Regions from separate parts of the Mus musculus genome. Here region 2 is linked to region 1. The links are chromatin contacts, called in public HiChIP or PLAC-seq maps. All regions are on one chromosome and are shown on one strand. Each heading gives the region's core, a stretch centred on a gene start, on an enhancer-like site or on the middle of the called end of the contact. The rest is flanking DNA. Distances are from core to core; before and after follow the strand shown.

Region 1 (7,240 bases), core at 2,394-4,893:
TTGACTAGGCCTTGCTATGTTCTTCTGGTCACTAGTCCATGTTTCTATTTTATAGACAAATTAAAATAAAGGAAAAGAAAGTCTGCGACTTGCAAACTGCTGCTTACAGGGTGGCTTTGAGACAGACTTGATTAGTTTCACTCACATGCTACCTCCAGTGTGGTGAGCGGAGACTTTGGAATAGCAATGTGAAATGCCAGAGAACGATTTAATACCAATACCGTACATGTAACATGTAACTATAAAGTTCTATATGAATGCTAAACTGAAAATTGGGTTTCAGGAAAAGAGAACGACAGTCTGTTGAAGGGAAGGACCCCGGTCTGAGGTGCCTTTATTCATCCTGAGGACTTCTCCAACAAAACCATCACAGAACTAAACTGACTATGTTCTGCATTCAACGTGTTTCCGGAACATCTCTGCACCAAAAATGCCCCTTTTGAATTATGCTTAAAAAGCTTGAAGCTAGATTCTTGGTAAACAGATATGTGGCAGCCCAAGTTTTCTTCAGAATCTTCAAATGCAGCCTCTGGACACAGGGCACACAACCTCAGTGGCCATCTGGTACCCACAGGGGTTCCAGAGCTGTATTGTTCACTCTTGAGCCAAGTCCCACAGGGTCTAGCACAGTACAGGAGCAACTAGAGGGGATCAGGAAAGCCCGGCAAGGGGCAGGGTGGGGCACAGCATCAGTACAGCGCAACTTGGGCTGGCTCCAGGAAGCTAGGTGCTCAGAGGTCAGGCAGGGCCTTGGCTTGGTCCAGCAGAAGTATCATCTTTGGAAAGTAGTTGCATTCAGTGTGACTGAAGGGACCATACAGGAGGTGGGCAAGGTTCCACCGATGTTTCTGGAGCCATTCTTGTTTGATTTGAAAACTTCTAGTGATTGAGACCTACATAGTATCATAATCCTAGAGAGTACTTTTGAACACTCATGCTAGATACTTGGAAAGTTATATATAACCTTACTTTCACTAAACAAACAAACAAACAACAACAACAACATACACACACCCCAGAATTTTATTTATTTATTTATTTATTTATTTATTTATTTTTAAAGATTTATTTATTTATATGTAAGTACACTGTAGCTGTCTTCAGACACTCCAGAAGAGGGAGTCAGATCTCTTTACGGATGGTTGTGAGCCACCATGTGGTTGCTGGGATTTGAACTCCGGACCTTCGGAAGAGCAGTCTGGAAGAGCAGTTGGGTGCTCTTACCCACTGAGCCATCTCACTAGCCCCTATTTTTATTTTTTTAATGAAATGAGAAAAATCAACCTTAGAGAAGCATTTGGCGTTACGTGGAGATGCAGTAGCTCCAGACTAAGCCAGTTGGGCTTCCTTGCAGGACCACAGTTCCCCATTACTCCTTTCTTGGGGGAAATGGTACTAGACACCAGAAAGCCTGGCAGTGTGCACCAGACACCGCTGCTGCAACAAAACCGCATTGCCGTGCGCTGCAGGAATTCACTTGCTGGGTAGATGCTGAATCTTCTAGAGTTTCCACAGGCTGGTACACACATGCATTCGTGGTACACACATGCATTCATGGTACACACATGCATTCAGAATGAACATTTGTTTACCTACTGTAGCAGGAAAATCAGGAGTCCCTGACTGTCATAAATCACAGCCAGGAGGGATGAAGGAGAGCCTCCTAGGTAGACTTCGACAATCCCCCTGTCTCAAGAAACTTATTATAATTATTGAACACTCTAAGAGTTTGTTGTCTACTGATATTTATCATAGTAGAGATTTAAACTGAGAAAAGCTTACATGTTAGCTTATAAAATTATATGTAAAATGACTCTTTTTTTTTTTTTTAAACAAACGTAGTAAGAAGTGCATTGTGTTTCCAGTTTTGCAATGCTCTTTAGTGTGTGGCTTGGTAACAGGGAGGCAGACTCTCTGTTTTTGCACTCCGTGGAAATGTGGTGCTTTGGTGAAACATACCATGATAATCTGGGTAAGCACATGAAGAGAACCTGGGCCTGAACTGTGATGCAATGAGAAATTTTCCAGATAACGCTGAATCTTCTGGAATATTCTATAGTACTTGAAAAGTTAGTTGCAGTGCAGAATCTGCCCCGGGTGTGTTGTAACCCCCGAATTACGGATACTAGAGAGACTTCAGTGTTGTACAGACAGTTGCCTCTGCGTTCCCCACCAGAGGCTCCCATCCTCCCTCCCCCTCCCCTAGCATTAGAATGGCACTCAACACTCCTGCTGATAAAACTCCAGGTGCCTGTCCTTGAGGCCTTAGAGAAATAACAAGCTCAAGGGAGACCATGGGGGGTGGGGGGGGAAGGTAAACAGACAGTCAGGTCACAGACAGTGAGGACTGGCTATAAAACTTGTCCTTGAGCAGATAGATACCCATTAACCCTGCTCCTGCTTCAGTGCGATCCCACCCTCTACTCCCCTTTTCTGTAAATATCCACACTATTCCTAACTATACTGTATATAAACCCAATGTTTTTGGACTCAGGGTCCCTTGTGAGTGCTAGGTGGGTGAAGCGAGTTCAAACTTGAAAATAAAAGACTCTTTGCAATTCTTGGGCTCGTCTGGGTTCCCGTGGGCTCAGGGCACAAGAGGCGCTGAGCTCCTCTGTTCCTCACCTTAGCTCCCAGTGCTTGCCTCCCTTGTGGAGATCTTTACTCAGGGCTGACTTGGTCCCATCACAGGAGCTGTTAGGAAAGCGGCTCATGCTGGTCTTCTGTGGACACACTTCCTCCTACAATGTCCACACATCACAGCGTTCCTGCCACCAACCACATCATCAGCAATACACCGAGAAGCTATTGGGCTCATGGGATTACCACTGGCAACAAATACAAAAATGTCCTTTTCTTAGGAATGGCATTTTTTGGGGGATGGAATTTCAGACAGGGTTTCTCTGTGTAGCTCTGGCTGTCGTAGAACTTGTTCTGTGGACCAGGCTGGTCTGGAACTCAGAGTTCTGCCTGTCTCTGCCTCCCAGGTGCTGGCATTAAAGGTGTGAGCCACCATGTCTGCCTTCCCCACCCCTTGCCTTATTTTTTCGAGACAGAGGTTTTCTATCTAGCCCTGGCTGTCTTGTAACTCCCTCTATAGACTAGGCTGGCCTCAAACTTAGAGAGATCTGCCTGCCTCTGTCTCCCTAGTGTTGAGATTAAAGGTGTATGCTGACACTGTCCCACATTTTGTTTTTTTTTTAAATGTATACTTTCTATTTATGTGCCTGTGTAAGTCTGTGTGTTTATATGTCACAAGTAGTGTGGGAGTGTCCTCTGCGGTTGGACGAGGGTTGTGGTCCCCTGGAGCTGGATTTACAGGTTTGGTTTTGAGCTGCCTGACATGGCTGCCTGACAGGGGCTGGGAAGCCAGGTCCTCTGAAAGAGCAGCAAGTGCTTTTAGCTGCTGAGCCACCTGCCTTGCCCCTGAAGGGTTAGTTAGTTAGTTAGTTTGTTTGTTTTTAATTATAAATTACATTTGCTTATTTACTGACTTAATGTGTGTGGGCACAAGTGTACCACAGTGCATGTGTGGAGGTCCAAGGACAATCTTCTCTGGAAGCCAGTTTTCCCTCTCTCTGCCTCGTGAGTCCTGGGGATTGAATTCAGTATGTAAGGCAGGTGCCTTTTGCGAGCTGAGTCATCTTGCCAGCCCTTGAGCTTTACTTAGTGACCAAGTGTGACTCACTAGAGTGTGTCAGTCAGGTAAAAGCCCTCAAGAGTTCCTTCATATTTTGTATGCAAGATGTTTCATGTGACTTTCCCCAATTTGTCCCCTCAGCCGCTTTTCTCCTTTGTAAAAGTTGTTCTTGAGGTGGTGGCTGCTATGACCATGCCGCTGACTGGCTCCACTCTGAGGATCCAGGGTCCTACCACTGCTGATGCTTCGACAGGAAGAGGAAAGCAAACACGGACATCACAGATTCATGTTGACCTTGGAGCACTGAAAGGATCTGGAAGACCCGGTGTCCACTGCTAAGGCACAAGAGACTCGGTATCCAAGGGGGCGGTGTCTTCTACAGAGACTCTCCTATGCAAAACGAACTAAAGTCAGAAAGGAAGGCACAATGTTCATCTTGAAATGTTTCCTATGTTGTGGATAGTCGACAGAGCACAGGGCCAGAAATTCATGCTACGCTGGAGTCAGAACCACTTTAGGAGCTGTTTGATTAAGGTTTAACCATTTCATTTGATGCTTACTTGAGAAGAGAATCGAATCTTCCCATTTCACACAATGGCTACCTTATCCACCTGGCTGGCACATCTTGAAGATTACCTGAGATAATAACTGTAAAGGCCACCTGCCAGTTAAAGGTGATTTCATTTAGAAAAGGCAGTTAGTTTCACGGGAGACCAATCAGGGCTTCTGTGAGACCGGTTAAGACTTTTGATTTTTATCAACAGAGAAAGCTATACAGAATCGGATTTTAATGGCACGCCAGGCTGGGGTGGGTAAAAAAAAATGAAGGCTAATGGTAAGAACAAAGATGCTGTATATGAATGAGCCAGTGTGTGTTGAGACAGGAAGCTGGACAGGATTGAGACAAAAAAAATGTAGAAACGGGTGAGTGGGTTGTTGATTGTACCGAGAGGGACATTATCACGTTTCTATCTGGCGCATAGCACAGTGCCTGTCTCTAAACAGTTAAGAGTCAGAGAAGGCACAGTCTAACGGAGGAGGACTGGTTGCCCTTTGGCTAGTTTAAGTATAAACCACCGGTGGGATATGCAAGCAGAGAGCTGGAGATAAGGGTTAGGAGTGTAGGGAGAAGGGGATGGATAGAACTGAGAATCTGGAGCAGATACACGGGGGTGAGGTGGACAGCTGGGGAGGAGATGCGGCTGGGGACTGCTGTCCCAGGAGCACTTGCGGACAGCACTACATGCCAGCAGCCCACTTTGCCCTTGAGAAAGAAAGCAAGGAAAAGGTGGTGGCATAAACACTCCAGGGTTTACGGAAGGGGCCTCTTCATTTTTAGGTGTGAGGACTCAAGGACACTTGAATGGCTCATTTGTCTTATTTCTGGGTCACTGGATTCAGAGTATCCAGGAGAGAGAAAGTTCACGTTTGGTAAAGAGCCCATCTGCATGGGAGGAGTGGGGGGGGGGGGGTAGCTAATGCAAGAACTACACTGAATACTCAAGTACCCTCGAAAGTAAAGGCCTCGCTCACTACCAAGGCTGTTTGTACAGAGGGCAGCCTCCTGCTTGTTGGCCATGAACTAAGAATGCCCACACATCCCATGGTGTTTGCTCTCAGGGCTGCTAATCCATGCCTCCTTAGATTCTCCCTTGGTTTCAGGCTCTTTCACCCTTTTCTAAAGTAGACAGCTGAGTTGGGGCTCTCATGGTTTCTCCTTGAGGGGAGGACTTGGCATCTCCAAGCTAGCTCCTGGGGGGGTGGAGGGGAGATGTTCATGAGGGACTGGAAACTCAGTTCTTAGCACTGGGCTCAGAACAGGTGTGCCAACGAGTAGAGGAAGCCTCTTGGGCTCCAGTGGCCCCAGGAGGCAGCTTAACCACAGGTCCCACTCTACTGCCTTCTGAATTCCTGACTTCTTGGTCTTCTGCAGACTCTTTGCCAATGGTGGCTCCTTCCTTTTGCTTTATCCTGGGCAAAGAAGTCTTGCCGGTTAACTGCCCCCAGGTTCCTACTCTGCTTGGGTTCTGTTTTGATGTCTGTGGAGGATGTGAAAGCCTAAGCCAAATAAAGCCGTTTCTTCCCAAGCCGTCTTTGGTAGTGGAGTTTCATCAGAGCACACGCCTCCCTCACAAAGCAGATGGAAAATGCTCTCCCAAGGCTCATGTTCTTGAACTGCTGTGGCTGGTGCATTTTTGGGGAGGTCACTGAATCTTTCAGAGCTGGAGCCCCACGGAGAAAGGGAGTCATCAAGACTGAGCCTCGACATCTCACAGCAGACCAGCTTTTCTATTTCTCTACTTCCTGACCCAAGATGTCCTGTGACCAGCCACTTCCCACTCCTGCTGCCAGCTCTTCCTTGCCTTGACGGACTGGATCTGCTCAAACTAGAGGCAGAAGAAACCCTTCCTCTCTGAAGTGGCTTCTTGACAGATGTTTGGTCACAGCCATCAGTTCCTGCTCTTTTTCATTTCTGGTATGGAAGAGGAAGGCTCTCCTGAGCGTCCCAGAACAGGTGCTCCTCGCTTCATCTCCTGTGATCTGGTCTTGTTCTGTTTTGGACATACAAGGCAGAACTCTGTATGTGCAGAGGGCATTGCCTCTCTCTGCTCAGCAGCAGCCTCTCTCCTAGCCTACCTTCAGGCAGGCTTGTGCTTTTAGAACAAGGACGAAGGCTAGTGTGAGTCCTGATTCCATAGCTGCAGCCTTTGGGCTTAAGGGGGACACTAAAGAGGGCTGTCCTTTTGGGTAAGAGATTTATTAGTAGAGCTATTAATACTAGACAAATGGACAGACAGCATAGAGAGGGCTCTGAGGAAGTGTCAGGCCCACATGGCAGACTGGGGGTCACGTCTTAGAGGTTAGAAGGTTCTATGCCATATGATCGATAGGTGGTTGTTTCTCATTTCAGGGATGGGGTAGTGGGTATTTGTGTCTTGCATTTGCACGATTGTGGCCTTGAGGGTGTGTGTGTGTGTGTGTGTGTGTATGTGTGTAGGTGGAGCCTATTTCATTAATATGTATCCATTATATAGGTGTACCACAGGTAATTCTCGATAATTGAGAGTTTGTTAGCCTGGGGTCTGTGTGCAGAACTTGCTATTCCAGCTGCAGATGGGCATGAGTCAAGGATTACCTAGGACCTAACACACCCACACTTCACAGACAATGGCTTTGATTGATGAGATATGTAAGCAATGCATTCAATACAAAAACAATTACTAAGACTTTTGACTGCCCTTTTTCATGGTAACGTTTTAAAATGTACTATCCTGTTGACATTCAGAATTCGTTAAAAAGTGAACAAACTGGCAGGACAAACGCCCACTGTTCCATTGACGCTCACCAGTTTGCCTTTTGGAACATGGACCCACTTGACACCGAGAGCAAAAGGCTTTTATACATACAGGTGCATCTTATCCAATCAGGGTTTTCCCTTAACACCCACTGATGTATGTGCTGGAAGTAGCACCGGCAGCATGGTTTTACAAGTACAAGCGATTAAACAAAATGTGTGTGCTCACCCAAGCACGTGTGGAAGCCAAAGGCTGATGGTGGATGGATGCAGGCTCTCTCTTCTGCTGTTCTTGGCAACAAACA
Region 2 (7,660 bases), core at 283-2,782, 140 kb before region 1:
TCCCTGCATCTTTCCCATCCATGCTGCAGGCTCACTTGTCTTACCATAGTGGCTTGTACTCTGTACAGAAAGCAATGAGTGTGGGGATTCTGCTAAAAACCACTACGTCTGTTTCTAAAATCAACAGTTCTGGAGCAGAGGAAATAGCTGCCTGGGTTAGGGCTGTACCACTGTGAGATGGAGCCCCCGCAAAACCCCACTGAGTACCTGGTTGCTATAAACTCTTATCCTGACAGTAAGTCATGTGCTCCAGTTATGTCCTCAGGTTTCTTTGGGGAAGATTTGGCAGTAGAAGAGATTTATTGTGTACACATGGACTGAGCAGTAGGTTTTTCCCACTCCCTTTGTGGTCACGTGGCCATGAGGCTGAAAAAGAAGCCTAGGCAAAGAATCAGTTTAGGGCTGTGGTTCCCTGCTGTGACCAAGTCCCTTCTGTAGATGCTATCCAGAGCTATTCAGTGTATGCAAATCAAGCAGAATGGGGGCTGTCCCAGAGCACCTTCAGCTTTAGGGACTCCAACTTCAAAGAGCTCTTCCCGTGCAGCATTCTGGTGAAAGCCCTGTCTCTGTTCTCCCTTAGTGACTGTGTATTGCCCATTTGGTGTCTGTCACCTCTCTGTCTCACCCAGGGATTTTCAGAGCCCACTACAGTTGCAACAGTTCCCATGTGTGGTGCATGAGTTTTCCTGGGGAGACATGAACAAATGTCTGTTTACTTTAGATAGGACACAAACAACAGATCAAAGAAAAGCAGGCTCTCCCAGTCCCCAACCAGTCTATCATGGTGAACCAGTATTTTTTGTTTGTTTGGCTGGTTGATTGAGTTTGGTTTCTTACAAGACCCTGGATTCTTTAGTCAGGGAATCTGCAGAGCAGGGGTTTCCAACCTGTGGATCGAAACCACTTTGTAGTTGAATGACCCTTTCACAGGGCCACCTAAGACCATCGGAAAACACAGATATTTACATTATGATTCATAGCAGTAGTAATATTACAGTTATGAAGTAACAGAAAAAAATTATGTTATGGTTGTGGGTCACCACAATGTGAGGAAGTCTATCAAGGGTCATAGAATTAGGAAGTCTGAGAACCACTGATCTAGAAGAACAGACCCAAGGGGATGAAATATATACACATACCATAGAGTAGTGTATTGTTGGGTGCGCTAGCTAAAAAACAGAGCCTGCTAATTCTAATGCTAATTCTGGCTAAACCAGTGGGATACAAAACTCCAAAGAGACACAGGATGACTTTATTCTTGCCCTCAAAAAAAAAAAAAAAAAACTTGCAGAGATACAAAACCAACAATATAATCTGTGTAGCTTGTATATCAAGACCATACACAATGCAAAAAATGAATGAACACGAATCTGTTTCAGTAAAATTTTACTTGCAAAAATAGGTGTGACTATATTCCCGATAAAACTTTATTCACAAAAACAGGCCATGCCAGTTTGCCAGTCCGTGTACTGCAGAAGCACAGTCCAGGAAAGAGACCGTGAGTGTAAACAGCTCATGATGGGGCATCATGGTCAAGAGATGTATACAAAAGGCTGTGGAGACAGAGGGTGTAACTGTCTGGGGAACTTGGCAGTGCCTCCTTGGCAGCATTTCTGTGGCTTGTATTTCCAGGTCACTGCCATCCAAGAACCAGGAAACTGCTTGCAGACTGACACAGGGTGGGATCTGGAGCCTGTTTCTTATCAGAACTCCCGTCTCCTTCCTGAGCTGAGCCTGTGGTGTGGGAACTGATGCCCCCACCCTCTGCCTCTTCATCCTGGACTAGCCAGCCCCTAACACCTCCTGATACCCAGCATTCCTCAGCCTTGGCAGCACAGAAACCAAACACTTGGAAGATGGTCCTGAAAGATAATTCCTTGCACGCCACAGTCAGTGACCCAGAGCATCAATCTCCTAAAGGTCGTGGGGTCTTGGTCCACACCTGAGGAGTCAGGCTACAGGGTAGATTGGAGATCTAACTCAGTACAAGCATGAAATCTATAAACAATAGAAATGACCTCACAGTGGAAGAAGCAGCTTAAGGAAGTGACAGTGTTGAGAGAAGTGACAAGACAACCACTTAAAGGATAAGCGCCAGTGTGGAAAGAAAAAAAAGTCCCGGGTTTAGAAGTCCCATTTGCCAGCTCTGTCATCCTGGAGTCTTTATTCGACCCTCTTACTGGGTTTCTTCACTCGAAAAATGGAGATCACACATCTCACAGGGCTATCGTGATGATGAAAAGTGAACAGGATCCAACTACCTGGCAAGCGCTAGCCTGGTGTGCAACTGGTTCACACCAGTTTCAGAGGGACTGTGACATCAGATTGGGTCTACAGATGACCACGTTGGACCACATTGGGTGAATAACTTTTGAGGTCTGAGGCTTACAATTCTCTGATGCATGAATCTAACAAGAATCCTTTCTTCGTTTACATGAGATTATTTCCCAGAGACCAAGGAATGCAACTTCTTTCTGTGAGATCCTTTACATTGGATACGCATGATGGGATATTTATTAACACGGAAGAATTTTACTTGGAGGGTGAGACAGATGTAGGATCTTAAAAGGCTTTAATAGTTTCCATGCATATATGTCGTTCTGCATCCCAACACAAAGTCTTTATTTCATCAAACTGAATACGATCCTGCTCTTTTAAATGCCTCTATTAATTAACAAAGCTTCTATTAAGGTTTAGGGAGAGGACCTTTAATATTTTTTGCGTGTTACCTATTTAAAAGCATATTACTCAGTGAGTTGCTATTAGGGATGGGGCACCCCTTTCTTTACGTCCTACATAAAATAAAAGCAACTGACTCTGTGGGCAAAGGGAGATCCAGTTTCTCTTTCTTAGCGCAGGTGGGAAGAATCGTAAGAGAAAATGGTCAGAACTCTTGATTTTTACTAAGTCACTTTGTGTGGAAAAACCATCAAGCTGCCACACCACTGCACTGACCAAGCACTGTCGTTCTGGCTAGCCTGAAGAAGGGGGGCTCCTGGTTGTTGCTGGACAGAACTGAAGACAGCCTGAAGGCAGACACAGAAGAGAAAGGATCCGCAAAGAACTCCTCAGGAGGGCTAGCCAGGCTCTTTGACCCCAGCTGCCCATAGGTGTAATCTTCTCAGAAGAGCCCCACCCCCACTCTTTCACCCCCTCCCCCTCCCCCTCACCCCCCACCCCCCACCCACACCCTGTACACAAATTTTTTCTCAGCCCTTGGGATTGGTTGTGCTCTGGCTTTTTTTTGTTACCCCTTGCCTTGGCATTTCTGATTTTCTTTCCTGTTGGAACGCTCAGATCTTTCCGTTGTGCACAATGCCCTTGTGCAAAAAGCCCGAATCACGCTGCCTCACACCAGGCAGCCTCCTCGTTTCCCCATCAGTGAATGCAGGTCATCCAGCAGAAGCATGGTGGCTCAGTGGAGGGGAAGGGAGGTTTACCACCCTGCCCTGCGCCCCTGGAGAGCATGTGGAAAGACTTTTCACAGAAGTCTGAAAAAGGCAGGCAGGGCTTCTCGGGAGAGTGGCCTTTGGGGCCCTTTGTAATTCTGATTTTGAGATGCTGACCCACCGGTGTGTGGCCCCACAAACAAGGCCAGAAGAGGAGCAGATGGAATAGAGAATGATTCAGAGGGGGTGTGAGGGCTGCTCAAAAACCTTTTAGAAAACATAAATGAGGAAGAAATCCTAGTCCTACTATCTGGGGTCTCAGAGTCAGGACACTGGCTGGCGTTTCATGAAGGGACAGGAATTCACTGTTACTATGCAAAAGGAACCCTGATGTAGCTGATAGACCAGGGTGTAAAGCCGGGAGACCTGCTTTGGCATCTTTAGTCCTCTCAACATCTGTGTGGCTCCAGGCCAGTGAATCTCTCTCTTCTATTAGGTCAAATAGTGAGAAGATTCATTTTGTACCTATGAACTTTAGGGCTACGGAGAGGAGCAAATGAGTTAAAGGAAAGTGCTTGTGGCTTCTGAAGTTTCTCGGGACTAGGTTGTACCATCCAGCCCTCTGATTGAATAAAGCTGATAACAAATTATGGAGAAGGTAAGAAACAACACGAGACCACCCAGTAGGGCTCTCAGGCAGGTGATGATGCTACTTCACTTGTACCAGGGATGTTTAGACAGCCTAGGCCACACCAGGGTCAAAAGCTTCAAGGGTAAGCGTTTGGTGATCTAGCTGGAGCCCTAATTACCCAGTGGCATATCACCTCACGTTTAATTTTATTTTGTGATGATAAAAACTACATACAGTGGTCATGTGACACTTGGCAAATACAAAAGGCGCAGAGAAGGAAAGGTAGAGGTTTTTATGGCTCTGTTGTGTGTATAGATCTATGCTGTATAGTCTGTTGTCTAGCCTTCCTCTGTGTATGCACACTCGCATGTGTGTGAGTGTGTGTGTGTATTTGAATATAATTGTAACAGTGATCCCTTTCTTACTCAAGTTTTTTGTGCATGCTAGCAATCTAACTTGTGAAGTAGAATTCACACTTACATAACTGTCCATCAAACAGTTTTATAATAAGGCTCTGGCGAGGAACATTGCTATAGTTTTGATGTGCAATGCTCCCTTAAATACCCCTGGGTTAAAGGCTCAGTCTGTGGCTTGTGTTGGAATTGAGGAGAGAAAACGTTAGGAGTTTGATCCTAGTGAAAAGGAGCTAGGTCATTGAAAGCATCCTTTATTGTCGTTGTTTTAAGTTTGTTTTTTTTTTTTTTTTTTTTTTTTTGTAAAAATTGTGTTTGTGTGTGTTCTGTGAGTTTATGCAAGAATACAGGTTCCCAAGGACATTGGATTCTCTAGAACTGAAGTTAAAGGTGGTTGTGAGTTGCCCAATGTGGGTTTTGGAAATTGAACCTAGAACTTCTACAAGATCTCCTTGAAAGCATGCCTTTAAAGTGGAGATCGGCACCCGTAGGACCATGAAAGGCAGCCTAGTTTCTAGTTCAGCTCTCCATAATTCTGTGGCCATCAGTCAATGCCCCAAGCCCCTCTACAGGTAGAGGAAGTGACCACAGATCACATAGCCTCAAGACAGGTCTCCATTTTAATGAGGCACCTAAAGGTCTGAAGGGCTTAGCCAATTAAGATCCCCTTCCCAGACACTCCTCCCTGCAAAAGGTATTTAACTTTAAGCCTGCCCTGAGAAAGTGGGGTACGGTTTCACTCATCACAACTCTCGACCATGACAATAAATGCTTTAAAACCATAGACTGCCTCTTTTCATTAGGATCCTCCACGGGGAACAATGGAGCAGGTCTTCCTCTAAAGAGCCTCATCTAATCTCCTGCAGGAGGCCTCCCTGTGCTCCCAGCTATGGATTCCACCAAGCCACCCACCAGGCAAGTCAAGGACTCTCTCCTCCCTTCAGGAACCAGCCAGAGCTCTCCTCCTGCCCTTTTCTCTTCAGCCCCAGGCTAGATCCAGCCCTCCAGCCCCCACTCCATTATTAGCTCTTTCTAGGCATCCAGTGGCATCTGGGATACCCAAGAGTCTGAGAACAAAACATCCTCTGCCTCTGTGCACCCTCCCACCCCCATCCCAACTCTGGCAGCTCTCTAGGGACCTCAGACTGCGCTTCTCCACCCCTGGAGCAGCTTCTCACAGCCTGATGCCTGGGCGTGGGGGGGATGAGCTGTCAAACTCCAGCCTAGCCCAAGTCCTGAGCAGATGCAGGACCCCTCTTTAACCCCGAGGCATTCTGCCCCTTTCTTTTCTGCCTGTCTTTTGCTTTCTGTCTGCCATGAAATAAACAGGCCTTCCCTACTATGTGGTTGCTACTGTGGTGTACTGCCTCAGCACAGACCCAATTAACCATCATGGATTAAAAAGTCCTAACTATGGCTGGGTGGTAGTGGTACACATTTTTAATCCCAGCATTTTGGAGGCAGGGACAGGTTGATCTCTGTGAGTTCAAGACCACACTGATCTATAGAGTTCCAGGACAGCCAAAGCTAAATAGTGAGGTCCTGTCTCAAAAGGAAGAAGAGCAAGAAGAAGAGGAAGAAGAAGAAGAAGGAGGAGGGGGAGGAGGGGGAGGGGGGAGGGGGAGGAGGAGAAGAAGAAAAAGAAGAAGAAGAAGAAGAAGAAGAAGAAGAAGAAGAAGAAGAAGAAGAAGAAGAAGAAGAAGAAGAAGAAGAAGAAGAATCCAACCATGAGCCAAAACCAATCCTTCCTTTTAATATGTTGATCACCATCTCAGTATTCTGTGACAATGATGCAAAGCTAACTAATGTGAAAGTCAATTCTTTCCTAATTGCTCACTATTATGAATGACAGCATTGAACACTGTACAGGTTCCATTGCTTGGCTTGTTCCTCATCAAGTTCCAGCAACTTTCATTGAGTTCAGGGCACCTGATCTAAACTTGTTCCAGGGTCTACCAGATGCTTGAAGAGCTGCCTCTAGGCAATCAAGTGCTTCCTCTAATTTGTGTCATAGAATCCAGCCATGTTCTCAATCTCTGTCCCTTGACTTGGTAAAGATTCATGAGTGCTGACTTGCTCCTAAAGCTTTGAAGGCTTATCTTAATAAGGTATATCATTATGGGATGTTATATGGACTTGAGGCTCAAAACCCTAGTGAAGCATTCTTTCTTTTTTTAAAGTATTTTATTTAAAGTCCTGTATTTTACATCAGATGTTTTTGTCCTGTACTTATTATTCCCAGAGTTTTATTGTACATGTCTTATTTATGTTGATTTGTTTGAGAAAGGGTCTTGCTACTTAGCGTAGGTTAGCCTTCTGTCTTGGCCTCCTAAATCCTGGGACATAGGTGTATTGGGCTTCATTATGTCTGAGCCTGTGGAAGCAAGAGCAGGTGGCAGAGGGCATTCATCTCATGATGGATAGAAAGCAGAGGAAAGGACTACAGAAACGGACTAAGGGAGGCTATAGCCTTCAGGGCCATAGCCCCAAGGATATACTTGTTGGGGGGTTGGTTCTAATGCTTTGAATTAATGCGGAATCTGTGTGTATAAACACTGAAGGTCCTTGTCCCCAGTTGGTTTTTGTTCAATCAATAAAGAGCCAATGGCCAACGGCTGGGAGGAGAGGGATGGAATCTTTATACCTGTGCGGGCGAGTAACTGGGAAAAAGAGAGTCAGAGAATCACCATGACTTGGGGGGAGAAAGATGAGATGTAAGAGCTGCAGGAGAGAAAGCAAATCAGCCATATAAGAATTCAGATAAGTGGCAACTGGCCACTTCCCCAGTTAGGCCTGGGGTAGCAGGGGGAAGGTTTAGGAGTCTCAGGAGTACTAGAGGGGAGCATTTGCTAGCAACATAAGGTTTAGGAGTGCCCAACCTTTGAGTTAGTCACCCCATGTCAAAAATTAACTGGTGTGTGTGTGTGTGTGTGTGTGTGTGTGTGTGTGTGTGTGTGTGTGTGTATGATGAGTCTAGTGAGACCCTCCAGAAACCAAAGCAGTTTAGTCAAAACTACCACTACATATACTTCCTCCAACTAAGTAAACCCCACCCCCTACTTTTCACCACTTCTGTCAGACGCCATCATATTAAGACTCCATCAAGAGAATAATTCAATGATTAGGTTGGAGTCCTCAGGATCTAGTCACCCACATTAATACACAATGGAGGATGCCTAAGGTGTGCTTTTCTAATCGTTTAGGTATTTTCAAGCCCAAGTCTGATA

What was found. HiChIP or PLAC-seq counts read pairs in DNA pulled down with a chosen protein or histone mark.
Region 2: a contact with region 1 is called in a FOXA1 HiChIP or PLAC-seq map of pancreatic cancer cells. The contact joins two enhancer-like sites. A contact is called at or near these places in 3 of 484 Hi-C or Micro-C datasets (embryonic stem cells and nephron progenitors) and 3 of 115 datasets of contacts at active chromatin or transcription factors (embryonic stem cells and pancreatic cancer cells).

The regions. Positions count from the first base shown.
Region 1 is chr16:29,659,649-29,666,888 of GRCm38.p6, reverse strand. It overlaps a transcript of Opa1 not described here. Among named protein-coding and RNA genes, the nearest start is that of Opa1, 84 kb to the right of the region's middle. Within about 2 kb of position 3,643, at least 38 of the 459 cell types and tissues checked have an H3K27ac peak or open chromatin away from gene starts, as enhancers often do. A contact at or near this core is called in pancreatic cancer cells, where this site is marked.
Region 2 is chr16:29,793,418-29,801,077 of GRCm38.p6, reverse strand. No RefSeq gene overlaps it. Among named protein-coding and RNA genes, the nearest start is that of Gm46567, 16 kb to the left of the region's middle. Within about 2 kb of position 1,532, at least 33 of the 459 cell types and tissues checked have an H3K27ac peak or open chromatin away from gene starts, as enhancers often do. A contact at or near this core is called in pancreatic cancer cells, where this site is marked.